2 separate regions of the Arachis hypogaea genome follow, and region 1 is linked to region 2. A link is a contact called in public Hi-C data. All regions are on one chromosome and are shown on one strand. Each heading gives the region's core, a stretch centred on a gene start, on an enhancer-like site or on the middle of the called end of the contact. The rest is flanking DNA. Distances are from core to core; before and after follow the strand shown. Region 1 holds the start of LOC112749036 (phosphatidylinositol:ceramide inositolphosphotransferase 1). Region 2 holds the start of LOC112749009.

What was found. A called contact is a pair of places that touch in the nucleus more often than the background predicts.
Region 1: a Hi-C map of leaf shows a contact between it and region 2, with 2.1 times the contacts expected there. The contact joins the promoter of LOC112749036 here to the promoter of LOC112749009 in region 2. A contact is called at or near these places in 3 of 8 Hi-C or Micro-C datasets (all in leaf).

Annotation. Positions count from the first base shown.
Region 1 is chr2:86,616,047-86,619,262 of arahy.Tifrunner.gnm2.J5K5, reverse strand. It overlaps LOC112749036 (phosphatidylinositol:ceramide inositolphosphotransferase 1), which reads right to left and starts at 1,769. Exons shown (of 12, transcript XM_025797304.2): 1 at 967-1,769; 2 at 778-867. The coding sequence starts at 999.
Region 2 is chr2:86,468,558-86,472,225 of arahy.Tifrunner.gnm2.J5K5, reverse strand. LOC112749009 reads right to left here and starts at 2,201. Exons shown (of 3, transcript XM_025797271.3): 1 at 1,845-2,201; 2 at 1-707. The coding sequence starts at 627.

The DNA.
Region 1 (3,216 bases), core at 520-3,019, 150 kb before region 2:
ATGCCAAATAAGCAAGTAAATCAAATGTACTGTGTACCATTACACCTTATGCATACATAGAAAACACACAAATATATACATCACAAAATTTGTTCATCACAGAGAAAAAGTTCTTAATAAAACATTTGTCATTAACAACATGCTGCAAAGGAAATGAAATATTTTATCATCTTGGTTCCACATAAAATTGGGAGTATATTTGTAATTCAGATTCAGAAGGAATAACTAATTGGAACCAGTCAGTTGCAGCTGAGAATTAATTGATCCAAATCCAAAGGATACATCATCAAATGCCAAATTTCCAGCATTGCAAAGTTTGCCAAAAGATGCTGCAAAAAAGCTAGTGGTTCCATGAATCCCACATTAAAAGTTAAAACACCGACATTATGTTTACATATATATAAACTCAAGTTCATAATAAAACTCTATATGTGGTAACATATCCGTACCATTCAAATCACAACTTTAATTCAACAATACTATATGATATTGTGAAAAACAAATTTACACACAAGTCGTCAAATATAGTATTAACCAAGAACTCAACTTCTATATTCACTCTATACATCAAGCTATTCAAAGTTTCAAACTCTTGGATACGTGACACAAAATCGTTGACCAAAAAAAAAAAAGTTTTAGACAGTTAACAACATCAGCAAGAAGAAGACAAAGAATTTGTACTAGAGCTCAAGTATAGTTCAAAAAAAAAAACTTCAATACAAATTTAAAGAAAAAAAAAAGAAAAAGAAAAAAGAAAAAGAGAAAGAAGAATCGAACCTGACAAACAAGACCAGCGAGTAGGTACTTCCAATTCTCGAGAAGAAGGTTGATTTCTGTAATCGTTTCTGCACAAATTCTCTTCCATAGCTACACTCAAAAACCCAAAGTAATCAAGCATTGACCAGCAAAAAAATACAGAGAGAGAGAGATTTTTTTTTAAAAAAAAGAGAGAGAAAAGAAACTAACCTTTGAAGCCTCGCGACCAATGTAAAACGACATGTTCTTGCTGCAGTTTGTGGTGTAGTTTTAGTCTTAAGAGTGAAACGACAACTTCCATATTACCTCATAACCACACTCTTAAAGCAAACAGCATGGCTCTTATTATACACGGGCACACACAGAATCAATCCTCTCTCACTTCCCTCCGACCACGCAAAACCGACACTGCGGTGGACGAAACGACGAACCCAAAGCAGGTGAAGAATAAAGAGAATACAAAACGGCAGTGCGTTTTTGCGTTTTGGAAAGGGGAATCGGAATCGGGAAGATCTGAGTTGTTTCGAGATCGAAATAGGAGAAAGGGTGAAACGATCGCAGAATAATAATAATTATAATAAAAAAATAATAATAATAAGGGTGTGTTTGGTTGGCAGAATAATAATGATATGGAAAGAAAGAGAGAAAAGGAAAAATTGAAAAGAGGGGTTAGGTTCTTGAATGAGGGAAGATGAAGGGGTCAATAAAACTGAAAAGGGGTTTTGGAAATTTCTTCTTCTCTAATGCTGTGTGTGAGTGTGGGGGGGGGATGGGTTTGGTTTGGTCTTCTCTTTCTTTTTTAAATTTTTTCTGTGTTTTATTTTTTTATTTTTTTATTTTTTTTTTCTTTTCTGACTGCTATGCTATGCACGCGAGATGAACACGGCGAGACAGTTGAGAAGAGAGTATAAAATTATAAACAAGTGCGTCATCGGCTCATCGCCCTCTTCTTTTTCAAAACTCAAAAGTAATTATTTAATTTAAAATAAATAAATAAATAAATAAATATTCCCAGTTTTACATTTCGCCTTGTTTCATTGTTTTAAGAGGAATCTCCTAGTTTCTTCCTTTACCATAAATATCGGGACAAAATGGTAACTGACTACTCGATATTTAAAAATGTTTTTATCAGAAAAAAAAATTGAATAAATTCTATATTCACTATAAGTAAATGAGAAAGTATCTCTCTTGAAAAGTTTGACATAGGAAAGTGAAAAATGAGTTCAATTTGTATATATTCACTAACATTAAAAACTAAAAAGAAAACATGAATTTTAAAATGATATTTAAATTTTGTATTATTTTTATCTTATTTTTAAATTTTTAAAAAATTTATTTATAGTTCTTAATTTTTGGATAAACTTTTTAATACTATTTTAACATTTCAATTAAAGTGAGTTGTATCTTTAAATCAATAATTAGGAGTAGCAATATAAAATTTGTTTTATTTTATTTTATTCATCCGAAAATAGTATAGCCTTTACATTAAAAAATCAAATTTAAAAAATTTAAAAAAAATTGAATTTGAACTCTATTCGAGAATAAACACTCACAACATAATTAAAAAAATTTAAAGATTCAAAAGTTTTATTGAAATTTTTAAGATTAAAAATATAAATTTAATTTTAATATATAATTTAGTATAAAATATACATTTAATTTCGTAATATCATATTAAAAATAAAATAAAAAAACTAAATAATTAAGCAAATTTTTAATCAAATTTAACTAGATCATTGTGTGTACTCTTTTATTATTTGAATGTGCATTGTTCCTGCTAATGCTTTTTTTTCCTTTGTTATGTTATCGTCATGGTCATTATTATCGGCTGATTTTTTTTGTTATAGAACATATGAGTGTGTAGTGCTCTGTTATGGGATATGGGAGTGTTACACTATAATGTGGGACAGTTTTTTGTGATTTTTGACGTTAGCAATTCGGATCATGCGGATTGTATGTTGAAGAAAATATAAAGGGCAAATCGGACGGTCCGATTTGTAAGGAGGAAAATTTTAAATTATTGATGGTATAAATCGGACCGTTCATGTTGGTTCTTTTTTTTAGCAATAGAAAAAGCAATTCGTAGGATCCGATTTGATTATTATAAGATTTTTTGAACGAGTTTGAACAACTCGTAGAGTCCGATTTATGGAGCTATATGTATATAAAAATGTGTAACTCATAAACAAGGTAGATAGCGTCTTCTTCCTCACCGTGTTCTTCTGCGTTTTTCTACTTCTCCTGGTTCTTTTTTCTTTGTTACGAGGTTAAAAAAAATTGATTGTGAGGGTTCTGTTTCTGTTTAGATTGTTGAGGAAAATGGATGATAGAGTTATTTTAAAAGTGTATTATTTTGGTTAGATTTTGTTAGAAACATCTGAAGGAGTAAAATTTATTTGTGAAAATTCATTGGATGTTGTTATTCCCTTCACAATCTCATTTGAAGAGCTCAAATGTGTG
Region 2 (3,668 bases), core at 952-3,451:
ATCCGGAAAGAGAAGTTTAGAATTTCCCGGAAGGCATTCCCTATTCTTTTTAGATGGCCTGGTTCTTGAGGAAGAAGCCAAACCCTTTTTCTCATCATTTTTTTCCCTGAAACTGACACTCCTAGTAGACAATTTTGTAACTGCTCTTGATGATGATTCACTGCTACTGAATGCTGCAAAGTTGCTAGACAGAACTGGGATATGGTTGTGGTTGTGGTTCCATTTCTCGAGCCGAGACCAATCTAGAACGCCAACATTGAAGGCCTTCTCCTGGGACTTGTGTCCTCTATCAGGTTGCAGGAGATAACCTGGCAAATTCGACATGTGCTTGACAAGCTCATCGCTATCAGTTGCATTTCTCTTAAAGCTCCCTCGATTCTCAATCTTCCACTCTGCATCCTTCTTCGCTTTATGCCTCATATCAAGGTGTTCTGCACCAATGCTGCTCTTCAATTTCAATTTATCCTCATCCTTCGGAATTCGACTTGTTTGGGGCAACGCGGAACTTTCTTTTGTGGTCTTCAAGCTGCTATGCCGTTTTGAGCTGAACTTTCTTAGCTCCAAACCAAATACCATGTCCTCAGAAGGTTTCAACAACTCATCACTTCGCTTTTCACTGAATTGCATCGCACAAACATAAAATCAAATTTTCACCACTCACAATTCTATGCTGCAAACTAGTTCCTCACTTAATATATGGCAGTTATCTGTCAAAGAAAATTTCACAAGTGAATCAGTTCCAAAGCATATGAAATTTATGGTAAAAAAATTAAAATGCTTAACAGTCTACTAAAGTTGTGGACCTAACAATCATATCACTGGATTAGCAGAACAATCTACAACATGTCTCTTAAATTAAATTGCATTTATTAACATCAATAAAGTTCATACTTCATATCTCAAGAGAAAAAAGAAACAAAAATCAGGGTTAGGACACAAGCCATGACATACTGAACTAAATTACTAATCTTTGAAGATGAGAAAAAACAAAAATGCAAATCAAATTTAAGGGAGGTACTTTGTTTTTTTCTACCAAACACAGAATGATAGAGTAATGGGGATCCAGATAACATTGAAACATGAATTGAAGCCACGTGAAATTGGAAACACAATTGAATGCATTGTTTCACACTAAAGGAGATGCACATAGACTTGCTAAAAACTTGTAGCATTCAATGAACAATTTTAATGAATGATGATGGATTGCAACTCCTCCCCATTCCCCAAGACAGTGACAAGTGTAGTTGAGAGTTGACTTAAAAGTCCCAATAAACCATTCATTCATCCCACACAAAAAAAAGTTTTTTTTTTCTTATTTTTTTTTTCTCCTTCCAAATTTGTTGCAATACAAAGATAAGAAGACAACAGAAAAGAGAAAACACATACCTAATAGAGAAAATCAACAACGATGTAAAACAGAACCATACATCATATCATAATATTAGGGGGAAAAGAGGGTTTTGGCATAATTGAATTCAGAAAGTGAGTAGAAAAATGAACAAAAACTTGAAATAAAATAAAATCAGAAAATTAATACAAAAGTTAGAGCTCTGTTTGGCTTCCGAGAAAGATTGTAACGAGAATTTATTTTTTTTTAAGGAAAAAAAAATCCTTCTACATGGAAAAACAATTGAAGCGAAACCTACATTCATAATCAAAGAAAAGAACACAAAATCACAATTATCAATTCGTTTCCTTTCAACCCAAGAGTCATTTTTTTTCCTCCTTCCACACTTCCTTCAAATAAAACAAGTAGAAAACAGACAGTGATAAAAAAAATAGTAAAATATAGCATCCAAACACGACAGTAACAGTTTTCTTGTCAAAAAAAAAAAACAACTTACCAAGAGTATAAAAAGAAAGAATGGAAAGAGAGAAAGGAAGAAAGAGAAAGAATTGTGGTAATGGCGGCAATATTATGTGGAGAAAGATCCGAAACGTAACGGGAAATGGAGATTGGAAGTGAAGTGAACGTAGATTGGAAGCGAAGTAAAGAATTACTACTGAGAGAAAGAATGAATGAATGAATATGAGGACAGTGTTTTTTCTGAGGCAATCTAATCTTGTTTTGCTTCCATCATATCATCATCATTTTCGTTCTCTCTTCTCTGTTCATCTTCACATTTGTTCCTGTTTTGTTTTGTTTTTTTGGGTATTTCTAAAACTAGCCCAATAATAATTTTGTATGCATTGGACGCACCAATTTTTATAGATTATTAAATTTTATTAAATAAAAATTAAAACTTATTATAAAAAAGTATCGATATAAATTATAAATATAAGACATATATATATATAATATAATATTAAAAATAATATAAATAAATAAATAATAATATATAATATTTTAAAAATAATAATTATAATTTTTTGTTTTGATATAAATAAATTAAAACATATAAATATATATAAAAACATTTTTTATTTATTAATATTAATTATTATGCAATATTATTTTTAAAATATTTTATATTTACTTAAAAATAATTATATTATTCGTTAAAAAAAATAAAAAATATTATAATAGTTAATTTGGTTAAAAAAAATATTATTATATAATATAATTTTTCATCCAAATATTTATAAACGTGAATTTTATTTAAAATATATAATACATGAAAATGTTAATATTTTTATGTTTTCACACTTTTAAGTAAGCATTTTTTAATTCTTTTGTTTATACTCTTAAAACATAAAAATAAAAATAAATAACATTATTTTTATTTTTTAAATATAAATAAAATTTTATTTTTACAAAAAGCAAAATCTATAGAATGACGTGAAAATTTTATAATTATAATTAATATTTCTATATAATTATATATATTTTTATTTTCATTATTTTTTTTTACTTTACATAAAATCGATGTTTTCGTTATTACCACAAAGTAAAATTCAAAAAATTAAAACTAATTATCTAGCTATAATTTAATAAATAACTGATAACTCCATTAAAAAGGTTAAAAATATATTTATTTATTTTTTATTTGTTACAAATATTAGTCACCATGACTAATTTAAAAGCTATCAGAGAGATAAAAAAACTATTGCATACATATTTATAAAGTTTACAAATTAGTGTGTATATATGTAAAGATTTATAATCGTAAAGGTATTTATATATGTAATCTTTAGAAGTAAATTTTTACCTATGTTTTAGAAAAAAATAAAAATGATATTGTTTATTTTTATTTTTAAGAATATAAATAAAGAAATTTAGAAATGTTTGTTTAAAAGTGTAAAAAAAAATCAATATTTTTTATTTATTATATATAATATTTTAAAATATATATTAATATGAAATGATAACTTTGTGCACATTAAAAAATATATTATTATATATAATATTTTGAACAAAATGTATGTTTACAAATATTTAAATAAAAAATTATATTATATAATAATACTTTTTTAACAAAATTAACTATTACAATATTTTTAATTTTTTTAACGAATAATCTAATTATTTTTAATTAATATCAAATAACTTAATTATTTTATAACTAACAATAATAATACTACATAATAATTAATTTTAATAAATAAAAAATATTTTGTATGTATTTATATACTTTATATTTATTTATCTTAAAATAAAAATTATACTTATTATTTTTAAAATATTATATATTAAAATTTATTTATGTATATATGTATTAATATTTTTA